Regions from separate parts of the Sus scrofa genome. Here region 1 is linked to region 2. Evidence: chromatin contacts called from public promoter capture Hi-C data. All regions are on one chromosome and are shown on one strand. Each heading gives the region's core, a stretch centred on a gene start, on an enhancer-like site or on the middle of the called end of the contact. The rest is flanking DNA. Distances are from core to core; before and after follow the strand shown. Region 1 holds the start of CCNI (cyclin-I). Region 2 holds the start of SEPT11 (septin-11).

Evidence for each region. Promoter capture Hi-C pulls out the DNA fragments that hold promoters and counts their contacts.
Region 1: a promoter capture Hi-C map of liver shows a contact between it and region 2, with 2.6 times the contacts expected there. The contact joins the promoter of CCNI here to the promoter of SEPT11 in region 2. A contact is called at or near these places in 1 of 5 promoter capture datasets (liver) and 1 of 47 Hi-C or Micro-C datasets (embryonic fibroblasts).

The regions. Positions count from the first base shown.
Region 1 is chr8:72,717,123-72,723,769 of Sscrofa11.1, forward strand. CCNI (cyclin-I) reads right to left here and starts at 2,185. Exons shown (of 7, transcript XM_003129097.6): 1 at 1,382-2,185.
Region 2 is chr8:72,540,934-72,547,413 of Sscrofa11.1, forward strand. SEPT11 (septin-11) reads left to right here and starts at 2,708. Exons shown (of 11, transcript XM_021101474.1): 1 at 2,708-2,821. It overlaps SOWAHB (ankyrin repeat domain-containing protein SOWAHB), which reads right to left and starts at 2,383. Exons shown (of 1, transcript XM_005666780.3): 1 at 1-2,383. The coding sequence starts at 2,302.

The DNA.
Region 1 (6,647 bases), core at 935-3,434, 180 kb after region 2:
ACTACTGCGCCAGGCATTGTTCAAAGTACTACGCCATATTAACTCATTTAATACTCGAACATAAAGGATAGTATTATTTTCAAGCCCCTTTTAAAGATGAATTCGTACACAAAGGTGAATGCTTTTCATTTTTAAAGTATTATACAATCAGAATAAAACATGTACACACATATTAAGCTTCCAATCTTGAGTTCCATTCTAAACGACTAGGATGTCACACTGCTAGATAAACTCACTTACCTAAGAGTAACTGCAAATCATCCCCACTGCACCTTCCCAACACAAGGTGATTATCACTACCAGTCTGCTCTTCATCAGTATTAAGAAACTTCTGCTCCTCAGAATCTCTGATGTGTCTGGTCCCAGACTAGCAAATCTAAATCCTATCCATCATCTATTTGCCGGTTCCCTTCTATTTCATCTGCCACAAATGACCTGGAATGGCTAGAGACAGCTAACGCTATTCTCATTTCAGCAGACACTACATAGCATAGTCAGGCTGTTGGGGCTGGAATTCTGGCCACTGGGTTCCAGCAGTCACCTAATGGGAAAGTCAATCTTATGAAGCCTAGCCTCAGTTTCCCTCATCTGTAAAAACGCTCAACTATCTGCTCTTGTGAAGATTCAATAGGTTGCAAGCCACTCAGAATGATGCCTGTCCGATGAGCCCCTCCAAGGGTTATCATCATGTCACACTGCTGCAGCTCAAACGCTGATGGCTCCCAGTGACAGAATAAAAGCTGAATACCTTGGTCTGACATTCAAAGAGCTTCACATTCCATCCGCCCTCGGAAGAGATACCTTCCACTATTTTGCTACTCAATTCTCAACTCCTGCCAAAATGATCTGCAGTGGAACCCCTGGCTCGGCAGAGGGCCTTCTTTTCAATTTTGGAGTGTTCTTATGCCCTTCGGGGTGTAACTCAAAGCTCACCTCTCCAGATGCCCGAACCCACGCAAACCCTAGGTAACGTCCCTCTCCCACAAGCTCCCGCCGCGCTGGCGGGTCACCCCATTCATCTGGCCTGCCCCCGGCTCTGCACTATAAAGCATCTTCCCCTCACTCCCGCCCGAGCACCGAGGTCTAAGGGTGGGGGTGTGTCCCCGTCTTTGTGCATCCCACGGGCTCCGGAGCCTAGAACTCTCACTAGTAGGCAATTTGCTGGTGCTACAAAAAAGTTACTTGCAGACACACAAAAAAAAGGCCCGAAAGGGGAAACCAGCGGAGCCCTTTCCAAACTGGGAAGGGGCCGAGTTGACCAGGCGGGCGTCCGAAAGGTTTCTGGGGTGGCGAGGTGGGGAGCGCGGCGACGCGGAACAGGGGAAGGCGCGCGCACAGGGGTCGCGGGGACGCGTCGAGCCCCCCGCCCCCGCCCCCTCACCTTCTCCTCCTCTTCCTCCTCCTCCTCCTCCTCCCCGGCAGAGCTGTAGGCCTCACAGTGGTGACGCGGGGTCATCCGGGGGCCCGTTACCACCTCATTTTTCTCAGCGCGCGGCGGCGGGGCGCGCGTGACGAGGACCGGGCCGACTGAGGAGGGAGAAGAGGGGGAATTGGGCCGGAGGGCGCTGGCGCTCGAGCGGGACGCACGGCTGCGGCCGGTGGGTCGGTCAGCGAATTAGTTCCATGACGCCCCCGGACCTGAAGCCGCCGCCGCGGGTCCCGCTCCTCCAACCGCCGCTTGTGCCCGGGTGGGGAGGGGGTTCCCTCTCGCCATAGGGCGGCGGGGGCCGGGGAGAGGCGGGGGGTGAGACCGGCTCTGCCCCTGCCCGGGGGAAGCACCTCCGAGGGGAAATGGTGAAAGGGGGGAAGGGGAGGAAAAAGAAAAAAAAAAAAAAAAAAAAGGAAGGGGAAAAGGGGGGGAAAATAAGAAAAAGCGAGACAGAGGCGCTGCCGCGTCCGCTCGCGGGGAAGGCAGGGGAGGGAGGGGAAAGGATGAAGAAGCGCCGGCTCCCTCGGCTCCGCCCTCGCGGACCGATCCCTAGACTTGCTCACTCCTTGTAAACAAGAGTGAATTGGTTTCCCCTTTTTTTCCTCTCTTGTGCCTTCTCCGTCCAACGAAAGCACGGAGAGGTCTGGAAAAAAGCTGGACTGTTGGAAATGGGCTGGAGAAGTCGTTGGCACCGGGGTGGGAGAAGGGAAGGCTTTTTGTGGGCTAAGAAAAGCTAAAGGTGCATGGACTCATTTTCCGTGGAGGAGCGGAAGGGCTCCTCTTCGACCTCACGGTGACGTAAGTGCCTCCTTGGCTCTTAGAAAGAGGCGTGAGGTGGCCGGAGAGCAATCTGCGCATGCGCGCCGAAGAAGAAAGACGCGACGGAGCGCTCCGTTTGGGGGGGTTGGGTTCTGTGGATGCTTTTCTGGCCGAGCGAAGCGCTACCTGGTTTTTTTCTTTGTTTTTTGGGGTGTTTTTTTTTGTGGGGTTTTGGGGTGTTTTTGTTTTTGATCCAGCCTATCTTTGTCTAGGGTTTGTAAAAGGGTTAATTGGGAAAAGGTTGACGTCTGTTGTGTAAGGATCATGCATTCTTTGTTGCCCTCGCGAAAAGTTCCTTGTTCTCTTCTTGCAATTGACGTGTAAATAGAATTGCGGGTTTTTTCCGCTGCCACGTCGTGGGTGGAGGGAGATTCTAAAGCGCATTAGAAATCGGGAAGTTAAGGGGTAAATAGTAAACACCTCTTTTAAAACGAAATGATACTGCTGGCAGCCATGGGTACCTTCTTGGTAACGTGCCAAGGGAATTCTGTCTACTTAACTGACACGGCTGAGTATTTCAGAGTAGGTTTTATTACCAGGTCTTTAAAGACTGTCTGGTGACATAAGTGTTTTATTTGGGGTTCCTTCACTGGACAGGAATCAAACCTGTGCCACAGCAGTGACAACTCCGAATCCTTAACCCACTGAGCCACCAGGGAATGCCAAAATGGGACTTTTTTTTTTTTTTGGCCATTTGCTCATCTTTTAATTATTTTGGTTATTAAAAGAATATGTAAAATTACAGAAAGTTTTGTAAGAAAAAAAAACCCCTCAAACTCAACCTTTTACAGAAGTTGTCATGTTTGTGTTTTCCATCTCTGTTATATGCCTGTTTTAGCAGTCTTAAATTTGTTTTGAGCTTATTCATAGAGCCAGACCAGGTGCTAAGCTCTAGCAACTAAATAACTAAGAAATGGCTTCTACCTTCCTAGAGTTTACAATTCAAACACCAAAAGTAACCCTTGAGCTAATTATCACTATGTAAAATCACCCAGTACATTGATCTGCTTACTTGAACATTGTATTCTCTCCCTAGAATATACGGTCTAGGTTGGCAGAGATCTTACATGTTTTATTTCACCCAGTATTCCTGCATGTAAAAGGTTTTCAATATTTGATTACTGACTGAATAAACAATTACCAGTATCAAATGTATTAAGATGCAGGCTGCTATGGAAACATTTACTCCCAGTCTAGTTAGGGATATCAGAGAAGTTCTGTGAGGAAGAGACATTTAAGATGAGACTTGAAACCACTGGGCAAAGAAGTGGGGAAAGAGTGATATACAAGAGGAAACAACCTTGCAAAGGCTCTAGAGCTGAGACATTGTAAAAATCTCTGAAAGTTTATATAGCAGGTCCTCAGAGAATTCAGGGGGAGAGAAGTGAGACCAGGGGCAGGGGACAGGTCCCTAAAACAGAATAGGGAAGGGAAGCCCAGGAAGGGTTTTAAGTGGGTCATATTTTGCTTTTTTTTCCACTTCATGTAGCTTTTTCTTAAATGACCTTTATTGCTATATGGTCTTCCTTCTATATAGGCAACATTTTTCTGCATAATACCATTCATTGTTGGACCATGAAATTACTTCTGGTTTTCACTTACTATGAGAATCATACTGGGGCACAACATTGTAAATCAACTACACTTTAATAAAGAGAAAAAAAAAAAAAAAAGACTCATACTGGAGTTCCTGTTGTGGCCAGATGGGTTAAGAATCCATCTGCAGCTGCTCCAGTCATTGTGGAGGTGCAGGTTCAATCCCTGGCCCAGCACGGTGGGTTGCTGCAGCTCTGATTAAACCCCTGGCCTGGGAACTTCCATACGCTGTGAGGCCATTTAGAAGGAGAAAGAAAGGAAGGAAGGAAGGAAGGGAGAAATCATACCAATTCCATTCCCAGATATATAGTCAAGCGAAATGTGAACATGTCCATGCAGAAACTTGTACTTGAATCTTCACAACAGCATTATTCATAATGGGGAAAAAGACGAAACAACACAAATATCCACCAACTGATGAATGCATAAGTCAAATGTGGCATATCTACACAACGGAATGTTATTTGGCCGTAATAAGGAGGTATTGATATATGGTGTAACATGGATGACCCTTGAAAACAATTGCAGTCTTTTGTGGCTGGCTTCCTTCACTTAGCATAATGATTCCATTTATATGAAATGTTCAGAATAGGCAAATCTATAGAAAGTAGGTTAGTGGTTGCTTAAGACCAAAGACGGAGAAAGGGTTGGAGAGTAGTAGGTAAGAGTTTTGGGGTTTCTTTTTGATGAAAATATTTTACAGTTAATTGTGATGGTTGTAAACTCTATACTAAAAACAATTGAAGTGTGCACATTTAAAAGATGAATTGCATGAGATGTAAGATCTCAATAAAGCTATTACCAAAAAAATGAAAGAAAAAACAAAAATAATACAATTAATAACTTCCTGTGTAACATTTTCTGGGTTATTCCTGGGTGCAAGAGCATTTACATTTTTATGGTGTTTGATAAATACCAATTTTCCAAATTGCTTGGCAGAGGATTTGAATCAATTAAAATATAACCAAGAGTTTTTAAGAGCTCTCCATTACAGGCACCAACCAGTCCAGGGGATACCACCCCCAAGTATGGCAGCTACAATGTCTTGTGGTTCTCCAACCCAGGACTCTCCTCGACAGAGATGGTGAAGGGTTGCCTAAATAGCTGGTTTCAGCATCTGCTCCCAGGGGCCTCGCCTGAATGCTACCTCGGCTAGCCAGGATCTCTGAAGTGGGAGAACAGAGGCCCAAGTGGTCAAGGACAGGGACAAGGGCAATTTTTGATACAACAGGTGACGCTGAAAGTCAAAAAAAAAAAAAAAAAAAAAAAAACAAAAAAACTCTCCATTACATACGTACATACTTACCCTTTTTGAAACTTAGTTTTATTAAAACTCTTACTGCCCATGAGATCGCCAGTGGCAATTTAGTCTAGAATACTATAAATATAAGTACAAGTAATTAATAGGTGGATAAGGAACTGTTCCAGTTATCCTAACCAAAAATATGGATATTCTTTTTCACCATTCACTGGAAAGATCTTCCTTTTTTGTTGTTTTTTAGGGCTGCTCCTGCAGCATATGGAGTTGCCCAGGCTAGGGGTCTAATTGGAGCTACAGCTACAGGCCTACGCCACAGCCACAGCAACACGGGATCCAAGCCGCGTCTGCAACCTACACCACAGCTCACAGCAACACTGGATCCTTAACCCACTGAGCAAGGCCAGGGATCGAACTAGAAACTTCATGGTTACTAGTCGGATTCGTTTCCGTTGCACCACAAGGGGAACTCCAAAAGACCTTACTTTTAATCAACATCTTTTTATAAATGGAATATTATTTTTTAAAAAATGAGTTGTTTTAGTTGTAGCAAATAGAAAGTCTTTGCAATTCCCTGAGACAATAAAGAAGGCATTAAAGAAAATATTAATATCCCTGTGTTGGTAAGGAATTCATATTTTTTCATTTTAAAAATATATTTTAGGAATATTTTGTCCTATATACTAAAAATAAAGTACCTTTCAGGAGTTCCCATAGTGGCTCAGTGGTTAACGAATCAGACTAGGAACCATGAGGTTGCGGGTTCGATCCCTGGCCTTGCTCAGTGGGTTAAGGATCCAGCGTTGCCATTAGCTGTGGTGTAGGTTGCAGATGCGGCTCGGATCCCGCGTTGCTGTGGCTGTGGCGTAGGCCGGTGGCTACAGCTCCGAGTGGACCCCTAGCCTGGGAACCTCCATATGCCAAGGGAGCGGCCCTAGAAAAGGCAAAAAGACCAATAAATGAAAAATAAACTACCTTTCTCATGGTATTTGGGACTAAAAAAAACTTAAATTTATTGACTACTCACTGTGTACCATGCATTGCACTGAGCACTTTTATCGCTTTCTCTTGTGTTTGTTCCTATAGCATTCCTCTACTGTAGGTGTTTTTGTCATCTCCATTTTCCAGAAGATAAAGAGGTAAAGTAAATCCTCAAGGCTGATCACACAGCCCAGAGGGGCACAGCCAGGATTCAAACCCACCTGGTGTTGCTCTAGAGATGTGTTTTTAGTCACTACCCTTTACTGTCTAACCCTGTGGGTATTTCTGGCTTGCACTACAGTCTTTGAACCAAAATACTCACCCTGTGGTTATTTTTGGCTTGCCTTTAATCTTAGGACAAATATTCCAAAGAAAATTTTTAGTGAGTAGTTCATATTTGTATTTCTGGAGAGTTGATTTTTTCTTGAAAACCGGTCATTAAAATTTTCTTACACTTGTTTTATCTCATGACTGGAATACTGAATCTTGAAATATAAACACGCCTTGCTTCAAATGCAGAGTGGTAGAGTAAGGAGGAAGCTGAGAAGCTATGTGCTCTCAGAC
Region 2 (6,480 bases), core at 1,458-3,957:
AGGAACTCTTTCGGGTGACACTTCTAGATATTTCCCGGCTCTTGGCCTTCCTGGTGGGGGAAGAGTTTCGAACCAAGGGCTGGGTGGGGAAAATGGGCTTGCCCCGTGGGGCTTCCAGTAGCTGCCATATTTCCCCAGAGGTATTACTGGTCAGATACTGCCAAGGCTTCTTCCCACTGCTGTCCCGGACATTCACACGAGACGACAACCTTTGCACTAGCAATCTGATGATCGCCTGGTGGCCGTGGATGGCTGCAAGGTGCAGCGGAGTATACCCACAGCCAGACTTCACATTTACATCAAGAGCAATCCCTGCCTTCTGTGCACCTGAGACCAGGTCCTGAAGGGCCGTGAGGTCACCATGTTTGGCTATCCAGTGCAAGGCAGTGTACCCAGTCAGAAAGTCTTTGTGCAGCGCTAGCTGGGGGTCCTGCCAGAACAAAGTCAACGCCTGATTCCAAGTGCCACTGGCAAGCTTCACAATCCATTCATGCTCCCTGGCATCGAGGGGAACCAAGGATGACTTGTGCTCAGAAGATCTGTGGTGGACGAAGGCTGCAGGCCTCTCCCCTCCGAGGGCCCATGGGCTGTGTGGAGGACCCTGCTCCGTGGCAGCCTTAATGTCTACAAGTTTGGATGTCAAAGCAGCATCCACCCTTAGGCTGGACACTGCTCCTGCCTTGGAGGGCTTCCTGGACCGGGGCGGGCGCCGGCTCCTTTTCAGCAAATCTTCCTCCAGGCACTCCTCATCAGAGGAGGACAATCTGGCTCTCCCTGCCCTGGAGCTCCTTCTTAGAGACCTTCTTAATCTGGGGACTGGCCAGGGCAAAGGCTGCTGCGGGTGGCCTTCAAGGCCATCAGCTCCTACAGGAAGGGGCTGAGAGGTATGGCCATCCCCTGCGTTGCCTAGACCCTGGGAGCTGCCGTTGGGGCTGCCCTTCTTTGGAGAGGGGTCCCCAGCTGTATTCCTGAGCCTTCTTCCATCTGGGGCTCCTGGGGCAAGATGCAGCTCTTCGTCAGAACGCCCAGGGGACTCTTTGGGGCCACTGCTGCTCTCTTCACTACCATGGCTCTCCTGGTCTACGAAGTCCTCCAGATCTTGTAGGGACAACTGACAACGAATGCTCCGAAAGACCGCCAGTGGCGAATTCCCGGGCCAGGATTCCGAACCAGCAGGCAAAACAGAATGAGAGGAAAGAGGGGGTTCGGGTGTTGCTGACTTAGATTCGGGGACCCAGAAGCCTGGCTCTGGGGGTAGCCGGGGGAAGTCGTCGGGGAGCACCGACCAGGCTCGGATGGGGCCTCGGTCCCGGGCCTCAGGTATCTGGGGGTGTCTCGCCACCCACTCTCGAGTGCGCTGCTGCTGCTGCTGCAGGGTTGAATAAAGCAGAGGGCCGCGAGTCACCAGCTCTGGAGGATCTCCGGGGGCAGGAGAGCAGGACAGGAGAGAAGGCGACAAAGCCCAGCTCTCGGCAGCCTCGACGGTTGTAGAACGCGAGCGGGACGCGGCGGGCACAGGCGGGGGCTCCGCGGGCGCACCTTCCCGCTGCGGCCTGGGAGCCCGGCGGTCGTCCTGGGCTGGCGGAGCCTGCGCTGTCTCCTCCCCGGCGCAGGCGGTGACAGTGGTAGTGGCGGGGTCAGGGAGTGCGGCAGGCAGCGGCTGGCCTGGGAGTCCCCCCAGGCCGTTCTGGAGGCATTCCCAGCAGCAGCGGCCCTGCGTCTCGGCCGCCGCGCACCTCGCTCGGGCCTGGGCAGCCGCAGCCACAGCCGCCGGCACCCGCTCCTGGGGGCCAGAGCTGCCCCTCCGCCCCCCGCCTCCTCGGGGCGCCTCCCGGACGCCGCTGGCGGGGAATCCATTGCACCCCGCAGCGGGAACCGCGGCTGCGGCTGCGGCACCTGCTGGCTCCTCCTCTGGCTCCTTCTCGCGCCGCCGCCGCCGGGGCTGCTGCGGAGGCAGCGACTCCCCCGGGCAGGCGGGGAGTGGGCAGCGGGGCGCAGCTCCCCCTGCAGGGGCGGCGGTCGCGGGCGGGTCGCTGGGTCGCTGCAGCCCCTCCTCCCCCAAAAGGTCCCTGTACCTCCTCTTGAGCACCACGTACTTGGTGCCGTCGGGGTCCTGGCGCACTGCGGCGACCGAGTTAACGAAGCCCTTGAAAAGCTCGCGGCGGCGCTGGTGCTGGCCGGGGGGCGCGTCGGGGTCTCGGAGGAAGTGCTTGAAGTGGCTCAGCAAGGCGGCATTGGTCACTCGGCCCCCGGCTTGGCACAGAAAGTCCAGTAGTGCCTCCTGGCTCAACTCTCGGGCCATAGCTGCCCTGTGGTCACCTGGCCCCGGAGTGTCTGCGTCTCGCTCTCGCTGAGGTCTCCCCCGCCAGCCGAAACCCTGGCCTGGCGTGTGTCACCTGCGCCCGGGGCGGCGCCAGGCTCCTCCATCAGCCGCGGCCTGCCTGCAGCCCCCGAACGTGCCAGGAGGGCTGCGGGTCCCCCGGAGAGAGGCCGGGGGAGAGGGCGGCTCCCAGGCCGCCCCTGCGCGACGCGCTCCTCTTGCAGCGAGTCCCAGGCGGCGAAAGTTGCAGGGATAGGTCGGAGTCGGTTTCACCTGCGCCCTGGCGACGCCTCCTGCCCGGCTTTGGGGGAAGGGCCCGGCCCGCCTCCTCTCGTCCCTCCGCCCTCCGAGGTCTCCCCCACCCCTGCCACCCATCCCAGATGAGTCAGGCTGGTCCGAGCCGGGAGAGCGCTGTAAGGTGAGGTCGGCGGCGAGCGCGAGCCGACAACCAACAGCTCTGTGGGCCACGCAGCTGCTCCCCGCCCGGGGAATGGAAAGCAGGTAGGCGACTCGCGGTTCCTTCGGGTCTCGGCCACGTAGGAAACGAAAACAATAGAAGATCTGTTCCTGGCCTCTCCTTGCGCTGCGTAGGTCGTGGCTGAAGTCGATGGGTGGGGAAAAAGGAGCACATTAGCCAGCACCCTGCGGTCTCTCCAAAACGTATCTTTATTAACGCTGTAGGGTAGTCATTTCAGATTCCCCGAGGCGGTGCCGAGGTCGAGGAAACTGTTGCATCCCAAACAAACCTATCTCGATCTGGAGATACTGCTGGGGCGGCTCCTCCAGACACTGGCTCCTAAGGGTTCAAATACACCGTTGAAGTCTGTGCTGAAATAACACTCTGAAGGTTACGTTAAGGTGCCAGAAACATCATGATGGTTGAATTCCGGAGCAGCGGAAATGAACAAGTCTTATGTCTGGACAGTTATGGTATTTGTTGCTTAGTGTTGCTCTGTTTTTATTTACTCCAAAATTAGTGCACAATAGAGGTTTGTCCAGTCTCTTTTGTGTTGGCATTAAGCGGTGAAGTTGTTGTCCTCCGAATGTAAGGTTTCCAACACAGGCTCAGGGTGTTAAGCATCACAGGCTAGCTTGATTTGCTACCCACCTTAGAAAGTCTGCTTGACTCACTGAGGGGCTGAGAACTTCCTAATTTCAAGTTCAGTTGTAGATTAGAGCTTGAAAAACTCTAATTTCAAGACACTGGCTTCTTCCAGACTGGTGGAATCACAGCACTTTTCTTAACAGCTGCTTTCCCCCCTTCATTTTATTTGTCCACATGTGGATCCCACCTGTCCCGTAATACTCCTTCTGTTCTTATCCTGTGTCTTTATCAGTCCTATCTACATGCCCAAAATACTCTTCTTTTATCTACTCACCTGTCTGGCTCCATGCCCTGTCCCATTCTTTTTTTTTTTTTTTTTTTTTTTTTTTAAATTTAAGCCTTCCTATTTCTTTCAGTTCTGATTGGTTGTTTATCTTCAGCCCAAACTGTGACAGCAAATATGCTTATTTTTTGGAATCTTCGGTCAGCTACATTTCCAATTACAAGGTGTCTCTTTTCTCCTGCCTTGTCATGGCCAGTCTTCCTTCATGTACTGCCTCTGTCTTTCCCCTTTTCCTTCTTCGGCTTTGCTACTTCTGATTGTTTCATGACTCCTTGTCCTTTGGGCCAAGTCAGGGGTGGTGGTGTTAAAAGTATGTTGGCCCCTTAATTGTCAACATGTGTTAGCATAAGCCAGTTTTACTGACTGCCATGTAGACCACATTAGCTGAGCTTTGTTTTATGTCCCCAACAGTACTCTGGTACTTTTCCATGAATGAATTGGAATTCTTGGTTTTAAATTATCTAGGTCAGAAAGAACTGGGAAACATTTTTGTCTACCTTTGGCATTTTCTAGAATCCAAACCCAAGACTGGGTTACAGGGAGGTGGTGGTAAATGTTTTCCACTGAGGCCTCTACATTAACTTTGAGCCTTAAGGAGAGTCATTAAAATAAAGGTTTCATATAAAACTTGAGTGTCCTTTTGTGTTTATTTCCTGGTGGCATCTTGATGGGCTGCCAGATGTGTCCCCACCTGGGGCAGGAGGGCGACCCAATGGACAGCTCAAGTGGGCACTGTGGAGTGTCAAGTGGAAAAAAGCCCCCTTTGGTACTTTTCAAAACTCTGGTTATGAGATCAGGGACTTTGCAGCAAGAGAAGGTGAAGATGGGTTTGAACTTGAAGCACTTAGGACTAGAAAGACAGGAAGGGGTCATTAAGGCCACGGTTGTTGATATCAGCTTATCTTTAGTGGAAGGTGGAATTAGTAGGTCTGGAGGAGTGGAAAGTAGAAAAAGGGGAGATAACCCCTTGCTTTAGCTTTCTGGGTACCCAGGGGGGTTGGCATCCAGACCTTCTTTTTCTCTCTCTTCCCAGGTTAAGGTGAGAGATAATTGGGATGCTCTTTACCTTATCTTAAGGAACATTTTCCTGCTTCTCTCATATACAGTTCGTTTATTTCCAGAAATATTTATAGGACACCCATATTGCCCTGGCACTGCTGAAAATGAGTATAAAGAATGCATGCTCTGGAGTTCCCGTCGTGGCGCAGGGGAAACGAATCCAACTATGAACCATGAGGTTCCAGGTTTGATCCCTGGCCTCACTCAGTGGGTGAGGGATCCGGCGTTGCCGTGAGCTGTGGTGTAGGTCGCAGACATGGCTTGGATCTGGCATTGCTCTGGCTGTGGTGTAGGCCAGAGGCTGAAGCTCTGATTCAACCCCTAGCCTGGGAACCTCTGTATGCCATGGGTGAGGCCCTAAAAAGACCAAAAAAAAAAAAAAAAAAAAGAATGCATGCCCTGGAGTTCCCTTCGTGGCTCAGTGGTTAACGAACCCGACTAAGATCTATGAGGGTTCAATCCCTAGCTTCATTCAGTGGGTTGAGGATCTGGCGTTGCTGTGAGCTGTGGTATGGGCTGCAGACCCCACTCAGATCCCACGTTGCTGTGGCTGTGGTGTGGGCCAATGGCTGCAGCTCCGATTCCACCCCGGCCTAAAAAAAAAAAAAAAGAACACATGCTCAAGAACTCACTACTTATTGGGAGGAATAAATAAGACACATGGCTACAACCTGTATGTTAAGTGATTTAACAAAGACGTGTGCCAGATGCTAGAGAAATGGAGAGGCATCACATAAGGCAGGCCCCAGGCTCAGCTGCAGGGGATCAGGACAATTTTCCAATAAGAGGCAATTTGGAGAAGAAAAGGTGATGAAGAGGCCAAGGAAACTTCGGTGCAAAAGCACCAAGAACTGGCTCAGCAGAGCATATTTGGGGAACTAAGTGCAAATAGGCTTTACGGAAGAGAATGTGTGTGGATGTGCTAGAAATAAGACTTGCTGAAGTAGGAGGGAGTCAGAAGATGAAGGGGATGGAGGTGGGGGTGGCAGGGGAGACTTTGAAGAATTTTGGGCAGGAGGGCAATGACCTGACTAACTTTGTACTTTAGAAAGATCACCCCAGAAGTAAGAGCTGGTTTGGAGCATGACCCATATTAACAAATAAAAATAGCACATTGCAGAACAATAATTTATTTAACCAAATCTAAGACACCATTGATTATATGATACAGTTGACTTCAGAGATCTTAAAATATGGGGGGGGGGTGCCTCTTAAAGTAGAAGCAATACATCCTGTTCAATAAAATCCTATTTTTAGGAAAAGCATGCATTTGGGAGTAAGGTTTGAGGTCTGGATCAGGATAAATTTAACTTTTTCTTTACAGCCTTATAAACGATTGGCTGTTTTACACTAAGTGTATTCCTTCTTAGTTTGAAAAAGACAATAAAGGAAAAAAAGACATAAGTGGATAACAGTGACAAAGAAAAAATATCGAATCTTTAGGTTGGAGGAAGGAGAGGACGGCCAGCAGGAAGAAGAGCCCAGAAATTACTGAGATGATCCAGAAAAACGGGAGCCAAAAAAGTCCAGCAGAGTCAGAGAAAAGGAGGCAAGTGGATGGATTGGAGAAAGAGGGGGCCAAGTCAGTGGAATTTGGAGCCAGAGGAGTCTGGAGGTGAGGAACAAGCTGGCTTCTCTCGTGCCTTTGGCCTGAGTTGCTGGCCAAGTGGTCCTTGCCATGTTCAAGGATAGTAAATATAGAACGAAGAGTCA